Linked DNA regions of Mus musculus: regions 2 and 3 are each linked to region 1. Evidence: chromatin contacts called from public Hi-C data. All regions are on one chromosome and are shown on one strand. Each heading gives the region's core, a stretch centred on a gene start, on an enhancer-like site or on the middle of the called end of the contact. The rest is flanking DNA. Distances are from core to core; before and after follow the strand shown. Region 1 overlaps Gm46887 (a long non-coding RNA gene). Region 2 has its middle 14 kb from the start of Gm11269. Region 3 overlaps Zdhhc21 (zinc finger, DHHC domain containing 21).

Region 1 (4,507 bases), core at 1,163-3,662:
TCCTGGCTTGTTATTATTGCAGTGCTAAGATGCCACAGGTTTTTGTTGTTGTTTTGCAATTTACAGCTTGTAATCCCTCTTGAAGGGAAGTCCGGGTGGGAACTCAGAGCAGGAACCTGGAGGCAGGAACTGAAGCAGGTGCTGCCCCCTGGCTTGTCCCCCATGGCTTTTCAACCCTTTACTTTCTCATATAGTCCAGGACCAGCTGCCTAAGGGTGGCACCGAGCACAGTGAGCTGGGCCCTCCATATCAATCATTAATCAAGAAAATGTCCCAAAGACTTGCCCACAGGCAATCCGATGGAGCCATTTTTTCAATTGAGGTTTCTCTTCCTAGAGAATTCCAGCTTGTGTCAAGATGGCAAAACAAACAAACCAACCCCCCCCCCAACAAAAAACAAAAACAAAAACAAAATGAAGCAAAACAAAACCCAAAATATTGGTGCTTTGACTGTTTTTTTCATTATATATGAGAAGACCCTGATCTTCTTTATAGAATCCCATGTGAACAGTGACAGTTCCCGGTGCACTACCATGTATCCTGCAGAATTGTTAATTCAGTTTGCATTAGAGCGTCTCTTCTTCCACAAATAATACTAACAGTAATGGTTCTGCTTCCAGCACGCTGGCCAAGAGTTTTAAAAGCATTTCAGTCTTTATTTGTGTCCGTGTCACAGTGGAACCTATGACCTATTTGGGATCTGAAAGTTCAGCACCAGCCATATGAACAGCGTAGGGAGGCTCCAGTAGTTAGCTTCTAGTTGTCTGCCTTTTACCTCCCTTCCTTGGGCCCTCCCTTGCACAAGACTGAAAGATGGGTGTCGGCAAACCCTGGGAAACGACCATAGGGGCATTTGTTTCTTATCATTGTGCTCAGGGCCTTCTCTTTGAGACTAAGAATTGAAGTGACTTGCCCAAACAAATATGGCTGTTCACAGTGGAACTAGGCCCGAGGTTTCTGAATAAACTACTGTACTGGCCAAAACCCGGTTTCCTTAGTAAAAAGCTCTTGCCTGTCTCTTTTCACCCAGATTAACTTGTTTGCCTCACGCTCTTCCTGGAGTTTGGAGTCCTTGTTAGCACTTGCATGCTTTCTCTGCTGCTCTGTTGGCCCCAGGAGTATTTCTCCCCACCCCTCCGATCCATTGATGTTAGCAACAGAAACATGGGATGTTTAAAAGAAGAGAATGGTCTAGAAACATGGGGACATTCTTCTGTGGGCCAGTTGCTGCCTTTCGTGTCTTAGGGGACAGGGCTGGCTCTTGAGGGAGCCACAGCCACTGGATTCTCACTCATGGCTGACGTGGAATTTACTATGCAGTCCAGTATGGCCTTGAAATTGACTTCAATCCTCTTGCCTCAGCATCCTGAACACATGGGATCACAGGTGTGAGTCACAGTAGCCAGCTCTGTCCAGAGATTTCTGATTGGATTGTGTGTGTGTGTTCTCTACAACCACCACATCCAGCAGAGTAATGATCAGCATGCAATTTCGTTCAGCACGACTAAATAGCTGGTATTGGTCCAAACTGTGGGAATCTGACCTCGAGTAGTTTAGGCATATTAAAGCAGTGCACAATTTGGTGGAAACTTTCCTGGTTACATGTGCACAATGAAGCCCACATAAACCTCCTTGAAGAACAAAGTAAGCTAAATAAAGATCGGATGTGACTATGTTGAAATCCTTTGTAAAGTACCTGTGACACATTCGGTAGAGATGAGTTCTGTAGATTGAGAAAAATAAGCTCACGATAGGAGTTTTGGGGAGTGTCTGGTGTGGTCCCCAGCTCACTCATATAGCACAAAGATCACCGTGTTATTAACTACGTCTGCTTCCAGATCTCTGGGCAGGTAGCAGGGTGTATATCCCTTCCTTTGAAGGAACAGCCCTGTGTGTTTAACATTCCAGGTTCCCTAGTGTTTATGAGCACAAAGACCTCTCTGTGCCTCCCCCAGGGGCATCTTTACCTGCTCATTGATTCTTAATTGCCGGGCACTTCTGTCAGGCCTTGGTGAGTCTTCAACTTTTTTGGGGGGAGGGGGTGTCCTAATTTATCCTCGAAAAGCCCTCCGGGTCAAGTATCATTTAATACAAATTATTAGGGCAAATGGTCTTCTATGGCCAGTGCTGCCACCACCTGGGGTCTGCCATTATTTCCTTCCTTCGGTGTTTGAGTCCCCTGACTTCTGCTTCACACTCTCTCCTCAGCCCTTTGGAGAAGCTTCACGGAGCCCTGTAGGCTCAGGTAGACCTCTCCCACATGCAATTTCCCACCCGAACCCTCTCATAACCATGACTCTATGCTGTGTGCCATGTGGGCACCGTCCACCATGCCCCTGTGTATTATTGTCCTCACCCTGCCTTCTCCTTATCCTCTGCCCTTTCTTTCAGGCCGGGTGCAGTGTTGCAGGCTCCTCAGTAGGTGGCAACCTTCACAAACAGAAATCAGGCAATTTCTCAGCTGCCAGAATAGTTACCTCAGCTGCTCTTGCTCCCTAATTAGAGACACTTGCTTCCTCTGAGCTGCAGAAGCTGCTCCCAGTGTTATTGTTCTGGGAGGGGGCGGGGGCAATCTGAGTTGTTTGAGTGACCCCACTTTCTGTCATCTCATGCTTAGACCAGAAAATGGGGACTCATGCTCTTCACTGTTCGCTCTCAAGAACACGGAAGCACCTTCTCTCTCATGAAGTATTCCAGCTTTGGTACAGAATTTTTGTTTTGAAGGGGTGATAATGATCTTTATCATCAAAGTAATGGAAAGGAGAAAATATTTTTTGAAACACAAGGCTACACCATTAGATGTAAACAAAGGCATGAAAAAAAGAACAACCCACACACATTATTGGTGATTCTGTCTCCAGTTAACAAGAAGAGAGAGTTGAAATGGGAAAATCAGAGATTTTTGGTACTTGGGAATTTGCTGGAGCAATCAAAGGCATTATGGTTTAGGCCACTCTGAGGTCTCACTATCAGGTCTCTCTGAGTCTACACTATCAGGCCACTCTGAGATCACACCATCAGCTCAATATGAGGTCACTCCTACAGTCCACTCTGAGATCACACTTACAGTCCACCTGAGATCACACCTACAGGCCACACCTTCATGCTACCCTTTAGCTCTATATCTTCACCATCTGTTGACAGGCACTGAAGGAGTCTGGGTAGGCAAGTGGGTGTGCTTCCTTTCCTCACTGTGCCCTCCAGAACGTTGGGTCACTGGTATCAATTTTACCTCCAGGGATGAGTTTCCTGGGTCATCTGATGCCTAGGCCACTTTCCCTTCAGACAGTCTTCAGCAAGAGATCTGATCAGTGGAAAGGAACGAGACTGGCTTTCAGCCAAGGAAACGTCCACTTCTAAGCGTACACTGTGGTCTTCAAAGAACACTGTGGGAAGGCTTGTTCTCGTTTTAACAATGTTTTGATGACCTCAAGCAAGAAAGTTCCTTTCTTAGTCTTATTTCAGAGCCCTTGGCAATGGAGTGATAGCTATTCTGGGGCCACTCTGTGGATCCTTGGCTCTATGTGTTTTTGGCATTCCTGTGTTGTGCATGCACTGTTTAGCATGTGCGTATCGAATTACCTGGGTGTCATTCCAGGCAGGTTTAGTCTATCCTCTCATTTGTTCTTTGAATCAAAGGCAATTTATTCCTGAGAATACTTGTGTCCGATCTGAGAAGGGGTGATCCCAGTGGTCTCTGAATACCTAGTATATGCAGTGATGAATCTTTGGTTTCTGTTGAACTTACAGCATCAGACCTCAGGACTAGAAACCTAGTTTCTTCTTGTTAAGATAAAACTGATTGACCAATAGGAAGTAGTGTAACTGGACTTCTAGGGCACTGAAATGACTCTGTAATGTATATATCATTGCCAGTTGTAACTGATGTAGCGCCCTGGGTCAGAATTACCCTTCTGGGGAGACTGTGAGGGATTGCAGAGGGAAGATCTTTGCGCTTTCTTCTCAATTTCCTGTGGGAAGCCATTATAACCATTAAAACTGATGTGGAAAAAATAAGACTTAAAATTTTTTTTATATATTATGTATATATGTGTGGTTGTGTGTGTGTGAGTACAGTGCCCAGAGAAGCCAGAAGGGAGTGTTGGACAGCTGTTAACAACACATGTGGGTGCCAGGAACCAAATTCTGGTCCTCTGCATGAGGTACGTGGTTTCAACTCTGAGCCATCACTAGCCCAAATCTTTTTTTTTTTTTAAGTTAAGCAATAACCAAAATAAAAAGAAAGGAAAAGGAACAGCACATAGTCTAAAACAAAAGCCAGAAGATGTGTGTGTGTGTGTGTGTGTGTGTTTAAATCTGTCTTAAGAACATCCACACATATACTACTGTATGTGTGTGCTTTAATGATTAAAATAGTCCACATTAGTATTCTGAGAGGACCTTTTTCTTTCCGGCCCCTTGGTCCTGGCAAGTTGAGATTTATGATATGCTGAGAGGGCTCTCTACACTGGAATTTCCTTTTTTTTTTTTTTAAAAAAGATTTATT
Region 2 (4,507 bases), core at 1,485-3,984, 480 kb after region 1:
ACAACTGTCTGTGATTACCATTAGTGGCCTTGTTACCAAAACACTGCTCAAAGAAAATCCACAAATAAGTCTTGAAGACGGAAGAAGGGATAGAGGAGAGAGAGGGGTCTGGTGGGGGAGGAGACATCAGGAACATGGGGTACTTCAAAGTTAGAAGCTTGAGTGGGGTATCCAGGTACCTCTCCTGCCTAAGCTTTAAAAACCCTAGCAGAGCTTTGAGGGGTCTGGTTAGTTGATACTGTTGTTTTTCCCTCACAGCTCCCAGGAACTAAACCACCAACCAAAGAGTACACATGGGACTGCTCCCGCTACATATGTAGCAGAGGACTACCTCACCTGGCATTAGTGGGAGGGGTGGTGCTTGGTCCTGTAGAGGCTTGATGCCCCAGAGAAGAGGGATGCTAGAAGGGGGAGTGAGTGGGTGGATAGGGGCAAAGGGGAGGGGATAGGATAGGGGTGGTTCATGGAGGGGAGACTGGGAAGGGGGATAACGTTTGAAATGTAAACAAATAAAATGATTAATAAAAGCAAATAAATAAAAACCCTAGTGGAGGAGGGAGCCACAGAAGCCCACTGTGCCCTGGGGGTGATGATGAGCTGATTTTATAAGAGGCAGACCCTTCTGCTGCCAACCCCAGCCAGGCCACCCTAAGCTCCCAGCCTGTCTGCGAGTGTGCCTGACATGTCCCTCTAGGTGAATATAAAAATACCCAAGGAACAGCGCTTCAGCTTGGAAGCAGTTGCTTCTCACCCTTGAAGCTCCAAGCTGAAACAAGTTGCTTTGACAGCATCGCCCTCGTTGAATGGACAGGACAGAAGACTCGGGCAATGCAGTGACTTCCCTATTCCCTCTGCTCAAATCAAACAGGAGGTTGGCCCTTTAAACTGTGTGCAGCCAATATGAACCCTAAGCCTAAAAGGCTGGCAGAGATACGGATAGGGCATGTGAGAGGCTGGGTGATAAAATATCAACTCAGAGAGCTTGCTGGGCCTTGCCGGTGCTGTAGGGACCTGAAGTTATGTGGCAGCCACTTTGCAGAGATGTACTTGTTTGTATTTTTAGCAAAAGAAAGAGTTGTGTCAGCTTGTCCTGACTTGGCTTTCTGGTTGTAAGATTTTCTCCGAATTATTCGGATTTTTTTTTTTCCTAATTCTTTGGGAACTTGAGGACGGAGGGAGGGAGGGAGGGAGGACAGGATATTGGAAGCAAGTGCTTTTATTAGTAATTAGTCTCCATTCCCTGTATGTGCTCCCCAGGAAATCAGTGCCAAGCCCAGAAGGAGGCAGAAGGGACCTCCTTGAAGGGTTGCCCAGAGAAGACCTAAAGCAGAAGCTGAATTTAAAGTCAGGCCATGCACAAACCTGGCCCTCATCTTCCTCATTTTTTTAAATTATGTCTTCCTGTTTCTGGGTCACCTTTAGAAGGAAGGGAGCAGCAAGCTGGGTATCTTCCTGATTGAAAGCCAGTTCCCAGAGCTGATTTATCTTTGGAAACTGCCTGGCTCTTCTTGAACAGTGATTTCAAAGAGTTAAACTGTTTCCATATGTCCAGTATGAGAATGGAGTTTGTAGCCTTTGGCAACCTCAGCTGAATCCAGCTGCAGCTGCTACCTGTGTGTTCCACTCTGTGTGTGTGTGTGTGTGTGTGTGTGTGTGTGTGTGTGTGTGTGTTCTCACATGCACTCCTGCATGCTTCATGCTTGTGTGCAGTGACATATGAACCGTGTTCCGACTATGTCAATGAAACTGTTATGTCTTTGTTGGGGGAGATATTAATTCTGAGCAATTACAGCTCCCTTTCCCTTCTCCCCTCCCTCCTACCCCTCCCCTCTCTTCATCTGCTCAGCAAGGACCATGGACCATGTCAAACAATATACAACAGAGAAGAATGCAAATAAACTTTAGTCTGCATCGCCCAGCAAGGCAGTTAGCCGCCCACTTGCAAGCTACTTCACTCTTGTACACATGATACACAAAGAACGCTAGCTACTTTCACCAATCCCTTTAGACCAGGAAAAAAAAAAAAAGAGGCAAAAGAACTGATCCTTGTCCTTCTATCTGTGAGGTTGCAGTTCCTCCTGCTAATGAAGGAGCTTTTCCCATGATGCAGTGTGATAAGGATTGGCCTACATGTAGTCCAGCAAGCCACCGCTGATGTTTCCTCGACTAGGTCTCTTATCTCCCATTGAGCTGCCTCTGATGAAGGTCGCTGACAGCAGGATGGCTGGGAAAACGTCGGACAGCTCCATCAAATGGCAGCTTTGCTATGACATGTCAGCCAGGACCTGGTGGATGGTAAGTTTGGCATGATAACCCCTTTTCCATCCTCCCTCCAAATGCCCCCCTCCCTTCTTCCCTCTGAGCGCCTCCTTTGTTGTTCTGTGCACGTGTTGTAAAAGTTTGCTGCCTGCCGGCTGCAAGTTCAAGCTCTAGTTGTGGGAACCTGGAGCGCTCTGCACACCAGTGAGCTAGATAGGACTTCCCACTATTGTGGCCAGGGGCATAGGCCTTCTCTCTGAAAAGGCAGGGTGAGTTTTTGTTCACTTCTAGGAGAGAAAAAAGGAAAACAGAATAAATAAAGAAAAAATGCAAATATCCTGGTGGACCACAGACAGGCTGGCTGCTGTGAACTTCGTGGAGACCCGGGGCGGGCGGTCGGGCTGTAGGGGACTGGAGCCGTCCTGCCTAATTGTTCCTGCACTGGTCTTAGAACACAGCAATGTACTTCTTTCTTCGGTGTCTCGAATAATGATTTAGACGGTGTATTGTGGCACGTTGTGTGCAGCTCCCTCATCAGTATGCGACTGTCCCCCATGCTTTGCCTTAATTTGGAATCCACCTCCCTTTCAGTGAATACTGTAACCGGAGCGACCACTGATTACTATGCCACTCAGCGTAATTAAATTTAGTTAATGAGGATATGCATATTCAGTTCATTATTTTTCTTTGCTCAGGCAAATGTGTGTGGGTTTGTTGTTACTGTCTCCCCCCCCCACTTTCATATTTGTCCAGCTGCAAATGTGGGGAGGAGAGAAAAGAAGCACGGAGCACGGGTGAACCCCGAAATCAACTTTAAAAGTAGTATCAGGAGCAGACAAGTTTTAGCTTTCTTCCATCAGGAGTTTGGGGGAAGAAAACCTCTTCCCATTATAGAGCGGCTACGTGATAACTTTCAATATGCTGGGTCCCGTGTGTGGACAATGGTCTCTTGTATGCTGTCGCCGTGACACGAATGGGGAAATCTTCCCTAGCCAGCTTTTCATGCGACTATCAACTTTGTCATTGACTAATTTATCTGGGCAATTTTTTTTCTTTTGTCACTTTTTTCTTTTGCTCTCCATCAATTCTGACCCTTGCGTTTGTGCCTAGATAGCGGTGGCTCAACTGCTTCCACAGCTGTTGTGCTTACAACGCAGCCCATTTTCACAATAAGTACATCGGGAGACTGTGGGCATTTTCTCCTAGGTGGGGAGGGATATGGCTGCCCTGGCGGTCAGTCCATCTGCAGTCCTCGGACAGAAGGCAGCTCCTTCCGAGGAGCCCTGGCTTCTGGCATTGCTGGGCAAGAGGGGTTCTTATTAATGTGTTAAAGTTTCTAGAAGGTGGGTACAGTGCCTGTGGGCTCCCGAGGGTCCCCACCTCACTGCCTGCTGTCTTCCTTCTCTGCACACTTTCTTCTTAGTGTGAGATGTGGGAGCCCCAGAATTCCACTGCTACTTGAACTCCCCGCTGCTACTTGTTGCTGTTTTGAGTTCTCTGTGTCAAAGGAAAAGTCTGATCTCTGTCTCTATATGCCCCTTCCCCCTCCCTCTCACCCCTTTTATTCTCATTAGAGTATGTTGTGCATCTGATCTAACTCCTTTCCAGTGTTGCAAAAAGCTTGTGTAAAAGACTTGTTACACATGCCCACACTAAGGCTTTGAAGTGACATTTATCAGTGACCCTGCCTCCTGAAACTCATATTAACATAGTCTAAGAACTGGGCATTAAAATTAATATTTTCACTAAGCAAGGCATTTACTGTTGGGGGAAAAAGTTAAAGTTTGTGCTAAGAAATTTTACTTGAAAACCTATTGGTGTGAGCACAGCAAGCTGGTCGCTGATGTGCCCTTAAATGCCGTCATCTTGCTCCACAGACTCAGTGTCCCATGAGAAGTACGTTATAAATACTTGATTTAAAGAGTGGACAGATGGTTGTTTATTTACTTTTTAGTTATGTTATTGTGTTGTCTAAGAAGATGCAGATGATGGACAAGGACGTGTTTAAAGATAAAATAGCAAGTTGAAAATATTTGCACAAGTCATTTTTATATTTAGACTTAATTATGTCACATGTATGGTGTGTTCTTAGGATGATTCGGTTTTATGGACTCTTGTCAATTTGGGACCGAAGTGTTTAAGAGATTACTATTTAATATGTCATCAGAAACTTGGGGTGACAGGTGCTTTGCCGGACACCTGATTAATCAAGCTATGTTATTGCTTATCTTTAGTAAAGCCCTTGAAG
Region 3 (4,507 bases), core at 1,008-3,507, 350 kb after region 1:
AATTACTACATACCCAACCACAGAAGGACTAAGGTGCTTATATCAATGAGGCTTGGAGGCAGAGTATTTGGCCCAAGGTCAGATGTGTGGAAGCACTTACCTCACAGCTGTTTTTCCTGTCGGGGAGAAAAGCCGCAATGTCCACTGCTGAGATTCCTCTTTTCTTACTCAGGAGAAGAACAACACTTTTCACATTCACTGATAACTCTCTTCTACTCATTATACCTTTTAGAGTGTTTTCTGTTGGATAGCAACATTTTGTACATGTTGGATATATATATATATGTAAGTGCTAATTAACTTTCTGTAGAACTGCCAATATTTTTGGTCAATAGGGGGCTCTGTTGTAATATTTAAAGTCATACTGTTAAAAAGTAGATCTAAAAAATGCTCTGAGAATCGATTGTATTTCATTTCAAAGCTGTCACAAAAAACTTTGAGCAAGGTATTATATTTAATTTTGCTTATTTAACATTGAATCTTGTTTAAATATTTAAATTGGTATAATAGAACTTTATAAATATATGTCCATATATATCTATTTATACATGCATGCATACAGGAAGTTAACTGTATAATAGCCTCCTTTAACCTACATCCATTTACCTGCAGTTGGCCAAGGAAGGCAGTTTTCCTTTGTTTAATGATGCTAGTCAATTTCACTTGCCTTATGTTTAACTCATTTTGATAGCATTGTTAATTAACAAACTTTTAGTTGAAATGTTTTTTTAACTATAAACTGTTTATTTACATAGATTTCCAGAGACTAGAAAAACAGACTAGCATTTTTAAATAAAAGCACTTTAGGTTTTCTAATTGTCTAAATATACTGTAAGATACTATATACTATGCCATACAGTGTTTAAAAAGTGTACCGTATTTTTAAACCTCAGTGGTATTTCCAGTCACAATAATAGCATATCAAAAATACTATGTGAAATCTTCAGGTAGTTAATTCTCACACTAAAAGCTCATAGTACTTTTTTTTTGTATTATTTTTCCTAATCAACTAAAAATATAATAAGCATTTATGGAATAGCTGGGTACTGCTGCTTCCTTACAAAAGAGTGCTATAATTAAAAAAAAAAATCATCCGGGCAGTGTGTCTGTTGGTATTAGTGATATTTGTTTAAGGTAAAGACTAGGTCATTGGTGAGGAAATGAAGCTGTCTTTAACTTTCAGTGTACTGTTGAGATATTTCTGTTCCTAGGCTTCAGTGTCTGGTTGAGGGTATTGGTGGGAGGTTAGCAAGGAAGGTGGCCTGCTCTAGATTTGGGGATTTCTGTGATTGAATTTTCTAGCAGAGTGCCGCTCAGATCCGAGTGAGGACAGTGCATGGTATTAATTTGAAGCAGAGGATTCTTACACTTTAACAAACTGCTACATTTTAACCATCTCAGCTTCAGCTCTGATCTGATGATCACTACGTCTGGTCTTTGTTTTGTCTCTGACTGTTCTTTCTAAATAGTTTAAATTCAGGCACCGCATACTAAGCAAGGGCTCTTCGCCTTTCAGGGTTAGATGCTGTTTCCGAGCAAGGACCTGTGCTGTGTTGTTCTGCACTAGAGGAGGGGAGGAGGATGCATAGCAACAACCGAGCAGAGTTTGAGGCTTAGGGGAGCCACTTCTCTTAAGAGTCTCTCTTTCAGGTTACAGGGCTTAGAGTTGACCTGTTTACCTAGTGTGTGCTCTGTAATCTCAGATAAACCTCTACAAGCATTCCAGCTCAGTTCTAGTTTTGATTTTTTTTAAAATAATGTAAAACAATATATCTTTAACAATTTAAGCTACGGATTGAACTTGCTATGTATATATATATGCATTCTCTCCTTTGGTGATAGTGTAGTCCTAGTTTAAAGGAAAACATATAATTCTGAGAAAAATAATTTTATATTAAAATTTAAATTAGATGGTACCTTAAAAATATACCCATTTTGTAAAATAGGATACTCATTTTAAATGGACCTTGATAATTTATGATTATATATTATCATTATTATAGTTAGACTTTACTGTTGTTTTCACAGATAGTACATGTAAGTGGTTTTGAATACATTTTTAGTTTCAGCAGACAAGGATAGATATTTCATAAAGTAAACATATAAAAATAAAATGGTGAGCCTCTCAGTTCTGTCCATGTAGCAAGTCTGAGTTGCTTTTCTCTGAAGTGTTTAAATTGCTCTCCTCTGCTAAAGTGCTGCAAGGAAGGGCAGGGTCCAGCCTTTGTCTCTTCTGAGTATCCTCAGGCCAGTGACCTAATCCACTATGCATCTTCTTGTGTCAGTTGGCACAGGGCACCGGGCTAATGTGAGCTGGAGTAATGTAGTCTCTAGCTGGCCTCCTTGGTAAAGGAGAAGGCATGTTAAAATGTGTATCTTTAAATAGCTGGAGTTGAGGTTTAGGTGAGACTTACCTTCATGATCCTGATGTGAGCATCTTACTAAACCTTCACTGTTTCTTTTTCATTTTCCCTTTAGGATAAACAATTGTGTGGGTGAAGACAACCATTGGCTCTTTCTGCAGTTGTGTTTCTACACTGAGCTGCTTACTTGCTACGCACTGATGTTTTCTTTCTGCCATTATTATTATTTTCTTCCACTAAAAAAGCGTAACTTGGTAAGACATGTTTATATCCACTAATGTTAGAGCAGCTGTGCCGTATGTGTGAACATGGTGGTTCCTGTGTGCGGCCGAGATAGCAGAGAGCCTCACACCAGTGAGCTTTACGGGACACTGGGCTCGAGAGAGCGCTCTGTTGCTCTTTTTAGACAAGTCTCTTTATGACTATTTGTGTTGAGTAGATTTCTTCAGAAGACAAAATATGAGCTCTTTCAGTATATGAGTCTTGGTTTAAAAATAATATAAAATAATGAAAACAAAGGAAAAGTATAAAAATCATGGGCTTTCTTTTTAAAATAAAATCAGACAGGTTTATTTATTTATTTTACTATTTAAAAAAAATTTATACAATTTATTTTGCATATTCTTTCTTCTCCTTCCACTTCTCCCAGATTCTTCCCACCAAAATTCATCTTCCTCTCCTCTCCTGTCTCTCTGTCTCTCTCTCGAAAAACAAAAGCAAAACACTAGGCCAACGAAAACCAAAGTCAAAAATCACCAAACGATAACCACAAAAGAGGGCATAAAGCATGGAGCCTGTGGCGTGTTGCTCATGCTAGGTCTGCCCGGGAGTGCGGGAATTAGTGATATTTTTAAGGTTCTCAGAGAATAGTTAGCATTTGAGAAGAAGACTCTTTGTTTCTGTATTTTAAGCCTAGATCTTGGCCTAAGGTAGTCGTGAACTCTCTGCCTTCCTGCTCATTTCTCCTGAGTGCTGAGATTATAGGCCTGTGCCACCATATCTGGCCTTCTGCTTCCAGCTCTCCCTAGCGGAAAGATGAGTTTGTAGAATGTTCTAGAGCAGCGGTTCTCAACTTCCTAATGACAATCCTTAATACATTTTCTCTTGTGGTGACCCCCAAGTATAAATTGATTTTTGTTGCAACTTCATGACTGTAATTTTGCTACTCTTATGAATCATAATGTAAATATCTGTGTTTTATGATGGTCTTTGGTGGCCCTCATGGAAAGAGTGTTTGCCCACCCCACCCCCCGGGGCGGGGGTCATGACTCACAGGTTGGGAACCTGTAATTTTTAGATATAGATCATTTAAGCAATGCTCAGATTTGTCTAAATGTTGTTGATGATGCTAGCAGCTCCAGAGCCTTTGGTTCCTGACTGTCAGTACTGTACTATGGCCTTCTCACTGTAGAGTCTCTAATATTCACAGGAGAAAGTGGAGGATAGTGGAATGATTGAGCGAGGTACTGCAGGTAGAAAGGGAGGGCGGTTACCCAACCACCTTTAGTTACAGAGCTGATTAAACACAATTTATGCTACTTTTCCAATTAATTTGGGCCTTGGTTATATTTTTAAAGAATATCGTGTGTGTGTGTGTGTGTGTGTGTGTGTGTGTGTGTGAGAGAGAGAGAGAGAGAGAGAGAGAGAGAGAGAGAGAGAGAGAGAGAGAGAGAACTGATGGAGGTGGGTAGTTTCTTTTATAATTACACTGCTTATGCCTTTGCATATAAAGCGCCCTGGTGATAGGTGTGTGGTTAAGCTGTGAAGTGCAAGTGCTGGGAATCTTAGTTCTTTGTGTAGTTGTTTTGGTGTGCATGATTGTCGTGAGACCTGGCTGTTCTGTGTGGTTATAAACCTCAGTGGAGCTGTGTCTTGAAAGTGATTGGATTGTGATTATTAAATATGGTATATGTCATTAAAATTGTATCCAATAACTGAATGAAACTAGAGCCTCATGTGAGCTAGCCTTGCTCTGAACTGTCTCCCTCACCCACTCTTTAGTTTTCAGACAGGGTCTCACATGGCCAGGTTGATCTTAAACCTCCTCTTTCTTACTCTATTGCCAAAACAAGCCTTGAATTTGTAGCCTTCCTGTCTCAGCTGTCAGAAAAGGTTTCAAATGTATTTGTCATTTTCATACTGAA

The links. Hi-C and Micro-C count contacts between places; a contact is called where the count stands out from the background.
Region 2: a contact with region 1 is called in a Hi-C map of cerebellum, with 2.0 times the contacts expected there. The contact joins two enhancer-like sites. A contact is called at or near these places in 1 of 484 Hi-C or Micro-C datasets (cerebellum) and 1 of 115 datasets of contacts at active chromatin or transcription factors (astrocytes).
Region 3: a contact with region 1 is called in a Hi-C map of neural stem cells, with 4 times the contacts expected there. The contact joins two enhancer-like sites. A contact is called at or near these places in 5 of 484 Hi-C or Micro-C datasets (cerebellar granule neurons, cortical neurons, myocytes and 2 more) and 1 of 9 other capture datasets (pancreatic islet).

The regions. Positions count from the first base shown.
Region 1 is chr4:83,181,411-83,185,917 of GRCm38.p6, reverse strand. The region is part of intron 1 of Gm46887 (a long non-coding RNA gene); the gene reads left to right. Among named protein-coding and RNA genes, the nearest start is that of Gm46887, 2.9 kb to the left of the region's middle. Within about 2 kb of position 2,412, at least 33 of the 459 cell types and tissues checked have an H3K27ac peak or open chromatin away from gene starts, as enhancers often do. A contact at or near this core is called in cerebellum and neural stem cells, where this site is marked.
Region 2 is chr4:82,703,303-82,707,809 of GRCm38.p6, reverse strand. No RefSeq gene overlaps it. Among named protein-coding and RNA genes, the nearest start is that of Gm11269, 14 kb to the right of the region's middle. Within about 2 kb of position 2,734, at least 43 of the 459 cell types and tissues checked have an H3K27ac peak or open chromatin away from gene starts, as enhancers often do. A contact at or near this core is called in cerebellum, where this site is marked.
Region 3 is chr4:82,833,556-82,838,062 of GRCm38.p6, reverse strand. It overlaps Zdhhc21 (zinc finger, DHHC domain containing 21), which reads left to right. Exons shown (of 9, transcript NM_026647.4): 6 at 2,479-2,617. Among named protein-coding and RNA genes, the nearest start is that of Zdhhc21, 24 kb to the left of the region's middle. Within about 2 kb of position 2,257, at least 4 of the 459 cell types and tissues checked have an H3K27ac peak or open chromatin away from gene starts, as enhancers often do. A contact at or near this core is called in neural stem cells, where this site is marked.